2 separate regions of the Mus musculus genome follow, and region 1 is linked to region 2. Evidence: chromatin contacts called from public Micro-C data. All regions are on one chromosome and are shown on one strand. Each heading gives the region's core, a stretch centred on a gene start, on an enhancer-like site or on the middle of the called end of the contact. The rest is flanking DNA. Distances are from core to core; before and after follow the strand shown.

Region 1 (6,491 bases), core at 3,814-6,313, 87 kb before region 2:
CCTGAGTCTCTGCACTATTCCCCCAGCACTATTTGGGGGAAGTAATTTAAACAAATGGAGAAAAGTTATTAGCTAAACTGGAATCAGAATCTTTGAAAAATTTATTCTACATGTTAGACACAGCAGAACACCAGGCTTTTTCTGACTGGTTACTGAAGAACAGGACAGAGGGAAGGAGTAACAGAGACTGTCTGCAATTGTCAGGATTCCCATTCTCTGGTAGAATGCCAAGTTTGGAGATGGAAGCGCTTACTTGGAGTTAGAGCTGACTGAGCATCTCATGCCCAAAATATCAAAATATCTTGTCCCATTACAAGTACGAATAAACTCTGCATGTATTCTGTCAATTCTCCTAACTTTAACATCGAGGAACAGATAAATCCCTAGGATCTCTCTCTGTGTGTGTGTGTGTGTGTGTGTGTGTGTGTGTGTGTGTGTGTGTGTGTGTATGTATGTGTGTGTGTGTGTGGGGGGGGGTGCATGTGTGTGAAAAAGCCAGAGATGGATAAAAATAATTCAATGACAAATGCTGGAAAAACACACAAAGGGGCAGAAGCCAGACATTCGTGGGATTCCCTGACAGCTCGACCCACAAGGAAGGGCTGGTCTGGAAAAAACAGGGCCTCAGGTTCCTGCCAAGCTGTCTGAGGCCCTGTCCTTCCCAAATCACTCCAAGCAGCAGCCAAGGCTTTATAAGTAACCCTTCCAGGTCTCATAATAGGACTCAGGAAGAGAAAAACACCCTCAGCCCACCAGGCGCTCCTCACCTAGAAAGTCTCCCTGGCGATGTGGTCCAGCTCCATGGAAGGAGAGAGGAGAGAGACTTGCACACCTGCTCTCAGCCTCAAATGGTTCCCTCTGTGCCCAGAAAACCCAAAATGGGAAACCCAATCTTGCTCACTAGCTGGGGAAAATCCAAAATAGCCAGGTACTAACATCTAGAGACCAGAGACAAGGCCTGAGAAAAAAAGTCATAAAATGTGGTACCTGCATCCTGGAGTCCTGCTGGGTAACGCCACACTGCCCTTGCCTGAGGCATGCCGCAGGCTTTACACATGTGACTGCATTTGGCCCTAACAAGTCTCTCTTCTGGAGAATGGCCTGCAATTAATCTCACTTATTACCTCTGAAAAGTAACAACAGAGGAATGGCGGGCCAAGTCCAACCCCAGAGTGTCTAGGGAACTGCAAGCTGCATGGCCAGGTCTCAGACTGTCTGGGCAAGCTGTGGCTCTCTGCCTCACTCTCCCACAACAAAGCCTGAGCAGGGACTCCAGACAGACCAAAGGAACCAGGGGATTTGAGGCGCTGGACTGAGCTCACACTGACCCAATGGGAGACGACAGCCCTGAGGCTACACTTGGAGCAGTTTCCAACAGCAAGGGAAGAATAAGGTTGTCTGGAGAAAATTTGTGCGATCCATAAAACAGAGAACAATAGCAACAGGGGGAAATGAGGAGTAACATTATCTGCGAGTCTTCGTGAGTCACTGGTTATTCATTCCTGTGGCTACCAAGTCTCTGAGTTCTCCCACATGCTGACGAAAGTACAGCCAGCACCGGGAGTCTCTTTACATCTTAGCTTTGCTGGGCAGCCTAGCTGACTGAATTAGCAGACTGTGGGTCTGGAATCTACTGCTGCCATCACAGAAACTAGTGAGAGTACCTTTTATTTACTTAGCCTCCACTTCCAAGGAGATCAAAGGCAATCCAAAAGCTCTCAAAACAGACCAGTTTATAGGTAAGTATGCTTATCCTATAAAAAGATTAAATAAATAGCTTAGGGTCTCTTAGTGTCAAAAGCAGTAATAAAACTCACATCTCTAAGCTACAACTCCCATCTTCATTAAGGTTAGTCACTTCTTACTACAAAGGAGGAACAAAAGATTAAGTCAATATCCAAAAATACCCTCTTCACAGGGACTTACCAAGTAAAAATGGAAATCAGGCCTCGGGACTCAGCAGAATGCCTTTGGCTGGGACCACAGCACAGCCCAAACTAAGACCTCAGAATTCACTTAGCGCTGCTCTTGGGTGGCTGCTCCCAGAGTTCTACATGGAACTGGAATACTCAAGTTGAGTCCCTAGCCATCCTAGCACCCAGAGGTTACCTGGAGCCATAGAAGACTTCCCAAGGCTCCTTAGACTGCACTGGAGCCTGGCAACAGGCTTTCTGTTTCAATAGAAGCATGGAGAGCTGTTGTAGACAATTATGTCAAGGTGGAAAGCTCAGGGAACTACACGGAGACTGCATCCTGGCTGCAGAGGCACCAGGTCACTGCAGGGCTCAGTGTCTGGCTGGGAGAAGGGCAAAGGAAATTAGGTCTTGGCTCTGACCTTGACATATCCTATCATCTTTCCTCTTATTTCTAACAGGTGCTACCAAGAGAAACGTCTTTAGCCAGCCGGAACTTTTAGTAAAGTCACCCCTACCAAATATTCGAAGTGCTACAAATTCTGTCTCAACCGTGTACTCTGACATCTTGTTTCTAGTAAGAAAGTACCTGTTGCTGTCATCCACATAGACCAGCACAGACTGTGGCACAAATGTGTTCCACAGGACTGCTGGCTCTGCTGTGGTGTGAAAATAGAATATATGCAAACATTTGCAAGGTGAATAAAGCTGTTAAGTATAAACAGCTTCCTTTGTATGACTTGTCTCAGGAATGTGGCTACTCTGTAGATTGTACTAAAGACAACAGACTTTTCCTGTGGGGAGGACTCTGTGGAAAGCGCCCAGTCTTAAAAGTGCTGCAGCCTTGTTTGTCCCCAACTCTTCTGAGTTGGTTCTTCTGATCCCAACCACAATGACTATGGGAATAAGAGACACCACTCCAGGGCATGACATAATGTGCTTATTAGGTTTATGTCACTTCCGGGGCATGGTTTCTGGTTCCAAAATTAGCTCCTTAAACACTAATTCTGACACCAACAGCAACTTCAACAGTTAGGTAGTTTCTCCCTCCCCATGTCTTTCACCTGCCTTTTCAAGCTTCAAGCTTCCAGCAAGTACACAGAAGAGAAGGCAGCTGGGACCACTGGCGTGGGGGTGCTGGGAGCTGTGCTCACACACTGGGCCACCTGATAGCTTCATTTCAAGGGAAGAGGATCCCTGAGGTCAGAAGGCTTCACTCACTCTGATAATCACACCTCCATTGCCCATCTGCCTGAGGGGCTGCCGCTGCGGACTCTACACTCATACAGACAACAGCCCTTCCAACAGGGCTAAGAAAGGGATCATCCATACAATTTGTCATGGTCCCAGTGGATAGGTGTGGTGGCACATGCTTTGAATCCCACCACCCAGGGGGCAGAGGCAGGCGGAGCTGAGTTCCAGGCCAGTCTAAGACAAGACTACTTCAAGTTGGATGGTTGGGAGGTAGGGTTGAATTGGGGGTTGGGGCTGGGGATAAATATGAAAAAACCCAATAAAATGGGAGTAAACACCAAACAAAGTAACAAAACCACTCCAACTATTATTGTGTGTGTCTGTGTGTACACACCATGGCAGTCATGCTGAGCTCTGGGGACAGCAGTCAGGAATGGCTTCCTTCCCTCCCTCCCTCCCACAGTGGCCTGTGGCCTGAGGTCAGGTGCTTAGGCTGTGAGGCAAGCACAGGCCCCAAGCATTTTGGTCAGGTTGAGGCTTTAGTACAAGACCCTTCATTGCCTTTTAGGACACTGCCATACTTGAAAACTGAGAACCAGGGATTTTGTATTTGGGAACCTATTTTGTATTCCCCTACACCCCTCCCCGCTTCATAGACCAAGCCTTGATTTTTATTTCTTAAAAACGCTACATATTTATTTTGTTTCCTGACTCTGTGCTGTGCCTTCAACTCTTTCACAATGATTTTCTGCTCCTCGATAGGAAAGCCTGCTGGATCCCGTCACGGAAGCACCACAGGCCCTGCTGACGCACTTCTTCGTCTTAGACAATCTCCTAAGGACTTTGGGTCTCACAGCCCGAGCCCCTCTCAAGTCAGCCTGGGCACACCGCATGCGGATGTAGGTCCTTTCCCAACCGTCTGGTGTAAAAAAGAATCCTGTTGCCAGGGTTTGAAGACAGACTAGTTTTGTTAGAAACTGTACTGCAGGAAAGCCTATGTCAAACACTGGACATAAAGGCACTCACTCTGAGCGCCTCTCCAAGCACTGCCTCCGGAACACGGAAAAAAAACCCACGTTTGTTGTTGTTGTTGTTTTTTAAAAATTTTCCCCATACAGGGATTGTTAAACTATAGAAAGAGACCACTATTCAACACAGTGCTTTCTTTCTCAATTGAGAACTTGCTTTATGTCTAGAATCATTTGGCTTTTATCCCCTGCAACTTTTTTCAAGTACACAAAAGAAATAAATACCTTCCCACTTCTCAAATCAATGTATTGGAGGAAACTGTAGGCAATTATGTATACTGGCTTTTGAAAACATAAGAAACAAATACCCCTCCAAAGCAGAGACCAAAGTACCCAAAGCACAGTGCCTTATGGGTGTAAAAAAAGAGCTGGAGGCAAGCAAGCATGAAGGTAAAACTCAGCCACAAGTGAGGAGAGACACAGCGATTCTTCCAACTACCAGGAATTTCCTTCTCATGAAAACAACCTTACAAATTAAACTAGGCCTTGTGCTCAGTGCTAGAATCTGTGGACAGGCAGAGAAAAGGCAGCTGGCTTGCTAGACTCCACTCAGAACTCTCTGCGGCAGCATCACTCAGGATACGGCATAGGCAGGTCACTCCTGTGTACCCCAAATGCTAGCCCCGGGCCTTCACTCACTCACCTGCTTCCAGGGGGGCTGGAGTGGGTCTCAGAAGCGTGGAGGTCTGGCTGTATAGACCACGTTGGGCCACTAGGACTGATGACAGGCCGAAGGGTAGGGGGGGTGGATGCACTGCTTCTGTTTATGACACTGCTGGCCAAATTCAGGTTTGTCACCTAGAAATGAGGGGAGGGAAAGAACTTGATTTCACAAAGCTTTAGAAAAGTATCATGAGAAGCATGTGGGAGCAATCACAGTCTGCGATGCTGACTCATCGGGCTGAGAGCAGAGCTGTGACAACGGCACAGAGCACAGACTGTCTTCTGTGTGCAGAAAGCAGAGGTGGGGAACGCGCACTGTCTGAGAGGTAGATGGAGCCTAACTCCCTCCCCTACTCTCAGGATGGTAATGGGCTGATCCAGGCAATGTTCAAACCACACAGCCTTCTTCCTCATCTGGAGGTTCTAAGTGCTCAACAAGCTTTAGTTGTAGATAATGATAGCAATAAAAATGATACAAAGAACTCAGTCACTTAGAAAGAAAAACCTGGACAGTCCACTAACATGGACAGTAACATTCATAAATAATTTACACAAGGATGGAATGTGAACAGTCAATTGAACATTTAAAGCTAGTTGTTTCCATCTGTAAATGAGAATTATTTCTTTAAACATGTAACTGTAAAAGGGATTGTGAGACCAACCCACCACATTGCTATATAGTTAAATGTGTCCAACAGTAGCAAAAGGAAGCTTACAGGGGCTCAGGTTACTGCTCTGACTGTGAGGTGGGAGGATATTTCCGGAAATCAGTTTGGGGAAGTTACTCAGCACACTACCTGTAACACCACACACTCACTCTGATGTATGTACTTCTGCAGGTGACAATTTCACCAACGACCATTACAACAGCAGCTCCTATTTGCTAGAATCCAGGGAGGGGCACACATCTCATGCAAATTCAGAGTCTGTAATCAGTACAGGGATGACCCCAGTCCTCAGTTTGCACAGCAGGAAAGGGCCTCGACTTAAGCAGGGAAGCAGAACTAGGGCTAAAGCGACTGCAACGCCGAGGTCCAGCTCATACCACACACTATAGAAAAAATGTACTTAAAAGCAAGCATTGTTTTTAACAGTGAAATAGGAGAAGGTAAAAACGGCTAACAAGATGGTTACATTTTGCTCTATCCACATAAGAGAATATTGTTTATTCATTAACTAGGAACATGATGCTAACTTGGGGGTGGGGGGCTCTAATAAAAATCACAATGTAAATCTTAAACATAAAGTAGACACGTGGATAGACTTCTCAAAAGCTGTAAAGGAAAAAATCCAGAATGTATAACATAGCATCTACTGTGATGTTATTTTTCCTTATGCTTCTGAGTATTCTCCATATTGCTCTACGACTTAAGGAGCCAGACGTTTTGCCAAGGGTGTCAGGATCACTGCAAAGGGGAGCTGCTCAGTGTAAGCGCCGCCTGGCAGTGACCGCAGGCAGCTGCAGGGAGAGGAAGGGATACGGGGAGTCCTGCAGAGCAGAAGACCCGGTGCTGAGTGCAGGGCTTCTGTGTGCAAGTTGCCAGAATAGTGTCTGAAATACATCATCAGGCAAGAGAAGCTACTGAAGGGACACTCTTTCTCCTACAAAACACCCTAAGGCACCTAAATAACTTTAATATTTACATAAGAAAGAATTCTAAATCTTCAAATGATCTGAAATCATGAAAAAAGA
Region 2 (6,652 bases), core at 633-3,132:
AGAAAATATGGGACCTTACTTTCTTAGATAATCTGAACTCTGGACTCTAAATTATTTTAGAGCTAACAGATAACAAAAGAACTATATGTCCATTTTTTAAAATCAATCTGAAAACAAATATAGATTATCCTTATTTTGAAAATGAAGTCTTAGGCGGCCCCGGCTTACAAGAGTTTAATCACAGACACGCTGGACAGCTGCTTTATGATGGTGTAGGAACTCTGCACTCTGAAGGAATTACACTTTCAGTTCTGGATGTTCATCTTCTCTCACTCTATCAATATCCACTGGTTCTGCCTTGTAACCCTGAGCAGTAGAACACGCTGTAGCCAGTCGCCCACACTGTCAGGAGGGCAACAACCAATACACAACAGTAACCGGATTGCAAAGCTAACATTCCTGGCATGTTCGGTGTGTTAAACGCATTTTCTGGGGCTGAAGAGATTAAGAGCTCAGCAATAAAGAACAATGGCTGTGCTTCCAGGGAACCTGGGTTCAATTCTCAGCACCCATGTGGCAGCTCACAACCACCTAGAACCCCGGACTTTTTTCTTCTTGCCTCTCCCAGCAATACATGCATGTAGTACACTTACGCACGCACAAGTAAAACATTTAATGTGCATGAAATAAAAATAGAAAAATCTTTTTAAAATGTACTTTCAACTGAGTGACTAGAGTCAGCCAGATCTTGCTAGGCAGACAAAGGGGAAGAGGGGCCATGACTAGGAAACAAAGATAGCAAACATGCAGCTCCGTCCTCCCTCATATTTCTGACCACACACAAAGGTCTTCAGGCTTTCCCTCCAGCCACTAGAGCCTGTGGAGCAGTTTGACAAGGTCCTACAGGTCCAAGGCCAGATCAGGACATGTTTACCCCCAAATTGTGGATCTATCAGCCTCTCTTCGTTCAAATGGGAAAACCCTAAACTCAGGGAGGAAGCGCCTTTGAAGACCCCTCAAAGACTGGGAAATCCCAGCTGCTGAGGAAAGGCCAGGCTTTGGCTTCCCAGTCTCTGTCCTGCAGGGACTTTCTCTGCATGTGCCTTGTTCTGGGCTCCCTCGCCCATAGCAAAAGCCTTTCTTTTAACCAGCTCACTCTGTGGTCTGTCTTGACATCTTTCCCTGCTGCTACTTGTTGCACTTGATATTTGAAGTGGTGTTTGTTTGTTTGTTTGTTTGTTTGTTTTTCTTGACTTTTAATTCTTTAACTGACAGAGGGAAAGGGGAAAAAACCCTACCAAGAGCCCTAAATGGTAAGAAAGTGATGACGGTGATGTTGGAACATGACTCAATGGCAAGCAAGACGGATCTGCGGTGGGAATTTATAAATAGTACTGCACAGTGCCCCTAAGCTGCTTGTTTCAAGACCTTTATCAATATAGAAGAAGCACAAGGGGGAAGCAAGCACAAAGTCAGTAAGATCTTACTAATGCTTCTCTCACGTACAAACTATGACGTGGCCTGAACACCTGACAGTGTATACTCTTACAGTCAGTCGGCATCACAGAGCCTAGGTATAGAAGAGTTAAGTACTCAATTTGGTAGGTATATCTTCTACATTCAGAACAAATGCACAAAGCAAGGAGACTGCAGTAGTAGCACCTGAGTCATCTTTAGCATGTAGAGCTTCCTGCGGAGAGGGGTCACGGGCAATGAGACTTCATCTCAGGCACTCTTGCCAGAAGCAAGAGTTTCATCCTAGCCTGACCTAGAAAAATCTGATGGAAGACAACAGGCGGCCTGAGCCGGAGAGCTCTGATCTGCTGTCAACCAGCTGCAGCAGGGAAACTGCCAAAACGCTGCAGTTACTGGGCAGCGCCCTGCAGAGTCTGGGAGGGGATTACCAGCCTGATCCTTGGTCCTCAGAGCCAGAAATGACTCAGACTTCACAAACAGCAAAGGCCTGCCAGGGAGAGTGACAGGCTAGGAAGGACTTCTCTCTGTCGCTGGTATCTCTTCCCCCTACTTGCTGCGGTGGCAGATTCTGGACAGTGTACAGCCTGTGAGGTAATCTGAATTCCTTGGCAATCACCAAGTACCTGAATTCTTTCAAAACCACAGGAATCTAGCACAGAAAAGGTAAATACCCCATGGAGTCAGTGTTAATTAGCAAGCAAAGCTACTGAGCAAGGGCCCAGAGTTAGGGGAGGGAAGAAAGGAATTACAAATGATCTGGGGTCTTTTCTGCCTTTCCACTGGGTAATACGGCTGGGAAGGGCTTTGCTAGAAGAGGCCTTTTCAAAGTCTTTTCCCACTTCTCTGACCTGGGTGCAGCCCTCAGAACCCCCCTGGGACACTTTCATGAGCTGAGGCTACCTTTCGTTGAGTCACTGACAACTCACGTGGTTTCCAACTCAATATCTTTTTAAAATAAATTCTTGTTTCAGTGCAAATTTGGCTATTAACTTTGTCTCAAAAGGGACTTTCTCAGCTCACTTACATCCAGATTGGATCCTCCAACAGTTGTATAATCCAGAACAAAGTCTCTTTGGATTCTATTTTTTGACACAAAAAATGGACCACCATCATTTTGGTGAGAACAATACCCTATCTCTGGAAACCCAATGTCTCCTTCCTAGAAGCAAAACAGCAACCTGCATGGAGACTGTACAGCAGCAACCTGCATGGGGACTGTACAGTAGCAACCTGCATGGGGACTGTACAGCAGCAACCTGCATGGGGACTGTACAGCAGCAACCTGCATGGGGACTGTACAGCAGCAACCTGCATGGGGACTGTACAGTAGCAACCTGCATGGGGACTGTACAGTAGCAACCTGCATGGGGACTGTACAGCAGCAACCTGCATGGGGACTGACTGTACAGCATCAACCTGCATGGGGACTGTACAGCAGCAACCTGCATGGGGACTGTACAGCAGCAACCTGCATGGGGACTGTACAGCAGCAACCTGCATGGGGACTGTACAGCAGCAACCTGCATGGGGACTGTACAGCAGCAACCTGCATGGGGACTGTACAGCAGCAACCTGCATGGGGACTGTACAGTAGCAACCTGCATGGGGACTGTACAGCAGCAACCTGCATGGGGACTGTACAGCAGCAACCTGCATGGGGACTGTACAGCAGCAACCTGCATGGGGACTGTACAGTAGCAACCTGCATGGGGACTGTACAGTAGCAACCTGCATGGGGACTGTACAGCAGCAACCTGCATGGGGACTGACTGTACAGCATCAACCTGCATGGGGACTGTACAGCAGCAACCTGCATGGGGACTGTACAGCAGCAACCTGCATGGGGACTGTACAGCAGCAACCTGCATGGGGACTGTACAGCAGCAACCTGCATGGGGACTGTACAGCAGCAACCTGCATGGGGACTGTACAGCAGCAACCTGCATGGGGACTGTACAGTAGCAACCTGCATGGGGACTGTACAGCAGCAACCTGCATGGGGACTGTACAGCAGCAACCTGCATGGGGACTGTACAGCAGCAACCTGCATGGGGACTGTACAGTAGCAACCTGCATGGGGACTGTACAGTAGCAACCTGCATGGGGACTGTACAGCAGCAACCTGCATGGGGACTGACTGTACAGCATCAACCTGCATGGGGACTGTACAGCAGCAACCTGCATGGGGACTGACTGTACAGCAGCAACCTGCATGGGGACTCTACAGCAGCAACCTGCATGGGGACTGACTGTACAGCATCAACCTGCATGGGGACTGTACAGCAGCAACCTGCATGGGGACTTACTGTACAGCATCAACCTGCATGGGGACTCTACAGCAGCAACCTGCACAAGAAACCCACGGTAGCATACAGAGCAGAAGCACTACTACCAGGACCATGAGACAGCTGACTCAAGAGCCACATAGGCAATTTCATTTTGGTATCTCTTCAATAATTTACTCACATATAAGAAACAGTGAGGCTGGACAGTGGTGGTGCATGGCTTTAATCCTAGCACTTGGGTGGCAGAGGCAGGAGGATTTCTGAGTTCGAGGCCAGCCTGGTCTACAGAGTGAGATTCAGGATAGCCAGGGCTATACAGAGAAACCCTGTCTCAAAAAAAGAAAGAAAAAAAGAAAAAAAGAAAGAAAGAAAGAAACAGTGAGAAGAGGCTGGAAAGATGAGCCAGGGGTTAACAGCACTTGTTAAGGATGTGGGTTCTATTCCTAGCACCCACATGACAGACAGTTCAGGCCATTTCTAGAGTTCAAGAGGACCTGAAGCCCTCCTCTGGCCTCTGCATGTACTGCACACATTTAGTATACCTACATATATATATGCAGGCAAACACTTCTACACATAAAATAAACAGTGAGTGGTCTGCTTTTTGTGTGAGTAAAACAAAGACAAATGAAAGCATTAACTTATAATGAAACTAAGGTCTTTTTCTGGAAAAAGTTTAAAGGGGAAAGGAATTTACACAAAATAACCTCTATTTCACAATGCAGTGAACTTTATAACATGAACTTTCAATCTCCTAGCATTCATTTGAAGCTCCCAACAGAAATGACAGGGTATAAAAGTCTAAAGAAGGAAACTAATTATTTCTGCCTCTAGGTCTGTCTCTTTAGTAAAGATTATGGTTTTCCTTCTAGTCTCAAAGTAAAGCAACCTGGTGATCTCATCCCAAGCTGATTACCTTCAGTTATGGCTACACAAAACACACGTGACCCAAGATTAGCAGAAGCTGCAGGTGCAGAGGAGCTGCAGACGGATGCTGGATGTAATGACACAGCTGAGCGCACTCTGAGGGCTGAAAGGCAAGTGAATGCCAAGATAAACAGTGGCTATTTAGGCACACTGAAGAATCTACAGAGAACAGTGTACCTTGTATATCTGGAGCAAACAGCTCAAGATAATGCCATGTATATACCATCGAGAAGGATTTCACATCCACCTAGGTAAACCCACCAAAGAACTGAAAATGTTTTTCCTTTTTTGGATCAATGTGGACCGAGTACTTAAAAAGCGATTTTCCTAACAGTAAGGAAGAGTGTCCACTGACCATATAAATGTGTGTCTGCACACGCATGTATATGCTACTTCCTGCTGGAAGCAATACAACTGTCACTAAATTAGTAGCTTCTGACATCTAATGCAACAGGTAGCCAGAATACTTGTTTATCTGTAGCAAACTGTAATGAATGCTAGTATTGCTCTCACTCTATGAGCATATGAACCATAAAGATAAAAACACTATATAAAATTTTACTCAAGAGTGGGGGCTACTAATATTGCAGGTGAAACATCTTTAGAATATATTGGCATGACACACTTGAGAAACAGTGTCATAAATAACCTTCTCTCTTCCAGAAAACCAAGCAGGACCAAGGCGAGAAACTGAGGTGGAGGAAGGCTAGAGGAGCTCGGAAGTCTCTAAGTATAAACCACAGTCCCCAGCACCCGAGGCCCCAGGAGAAGTCCAAGGACTTTACCTTCCCTCTCTTCCAGATAATATGGAAAGGAGGCTTTTTTAAAAATCCATGTCTGTCTCCTTTCTATGTATACTTCCAAGTACAGAAGCTCATATCCAGAAATGCTGTAGAAAATGCCTTCCCTATGACAGTGCAATTGGAGCAAATAGTTCATGTGAGATGCTGGTCCAGGCCCTCATTCAACAACTGGGAAATGTTTTATTTTCCTCCTTCTTGAGTTTTCAAGAGACAAGAGGCCAGGACTATGGAGTTTCAGTAGCCCCCAGTGTTCTCAGGGCTCCAACTCATAAATCTTAGTTAAGAATATGACAGAACTTATAAAAGCTGTCATTGCCACCTAGAGGTGAAGGGAAGACATGGCTAAGCCAGCTAGCAGCTTAGGTTAGTCCTCACTTGACTCCAAAACAAATTAGAAGTAGAAAACTCAGCTGTCACAGTTCAGTATGGCCTGTCAAATCCGCTCTCCATAAACAGGGACTGGAGAGACTCTGGGAGGACAGGGAATCATGTTTTCTTCGTCACATAAACACAAATGGCCAGCCTTTATTTTATTCACGTAGTCTCCATTTTCAAAATCAATTTTCTAAAATCAGAAAAATGCACAGACTGTGACCTTCAGCTTATTATGTCTGCGCACAGATGCAAAGAACCCTCTTAGACGGCTATAAACTATCCTATCAAAGCCATGAACAGGAGAACTTCAGAGCAAACTAGCCCATTAAAAAAAAAAAAAAGTAAGTGAAAGGCACACAAGAAAGTCACATACTTTTTAAAATAGCTTAGTGGATTTATGGAAACTGTTACCTGTAAGTCTTTGTGGGTATGGGAGACAAAATTTCAAGTTATTATAATTTAATTCTGTTGTCAGGCAGTACCTTAAAACCTACTAAGCATCACACACACACACAAATTATATTCATAATCACATCAAAGTATATGACTGTATATCTGTATGTATATTAAGGGGTGAAAGCCATGAATATCGTGAATGGGGGAAAACATGACCATTCAATGAGCTCCAATTCCTACCCACTACCCCATTAGGGGAACTCAGAAACCACTACCCCCTCAAATATGCAAACCTATTTCTTCTGCTGCAGAAAAGGCTGCAAGTTTTGCAATTGCAAGGATTAACATAAGGACATGGTGTATGACAAGTAAATAAATGTGACTTATTTCCCTTCCAGATCTACTCTGAAAAACATTACAATCTTTTTTAATATCCTAGGGCCCTCATAA

Evidence for each region. A called contact is a pair of places that touch in the nucleus more often than the background predicts.
Region 1: a contact with region 2 is called in a Micro-C map of the HL-1 cell line, with 3 times the contacts expected there. The contact joins two enhancer-like sites. A contact is called at or near these places in 1 of 15 datasets of contacts at CTCF or cohesin (the NIH/3T3 cell line), 21 of 484 Hi-C or Micro-C datasets (B cells, the C2C12 cell line, the HL-1 cell line and 12 more), 2 of 115 datasets of contacts at active chromatin or transcription factors (embryonic stem cells and pro-B cells) and 1 of 9 other capture datasets (adipose tissue).

Annotation. Positions count from the first base shown.
Region 1 is chr12:85,955,008-85,961,498 of GRCm38.p6, reverse strand. It overlaps Ttll5 (tubulin tyrosine ligase-like family, member 5), which reads right to left. Exons shown (of 34, transcript NM_001081423.3): 29 at 4,779-4,933. Among named protein-coding and RNA genes, the nearest start is that of Gm51989, 39 kb to the left of the region's middle. Within about 2 kb of position 5,063, at least 83 of the 459 cell types and tissues checked have an H3K27ac peak or open chromatin away from gene starts, as enhancers often do. A contact at or near this core is called in the HL-1 cell line, the NIH/3T3 cell line and embryonic fibroblasts, where this site is marked.
Region 2 is chr12:85,864,866-85,871,517 of GRCm38.p6, reverse strand. The region is part of intron 9 of Ttll5 (tubulin tyrosine ligase-like family, member 5); the gene reads right to left. It overlaps Gm51990 (a long non-coding RNA gene), which reads left to right. Exons shown (of 2, transcript XR_003950216.1): 1 at 1-2,079; 2 at 4,574-6,652. Among named protein-coding and RNA genes, the nearest start is that of Gm51990, 5.8 kb to the left of the region's middle. Within about 2 kb of position 1,882, at least 130 of the 459 cell types and tissues checked have an H3K27ac peak or open chromatin away from gene starts, as enhancers often do. A contact at or near this core is called in the HL-1 cell line, the NIH/3T3 cell line and embryonic fibroblasts, where this site is marked.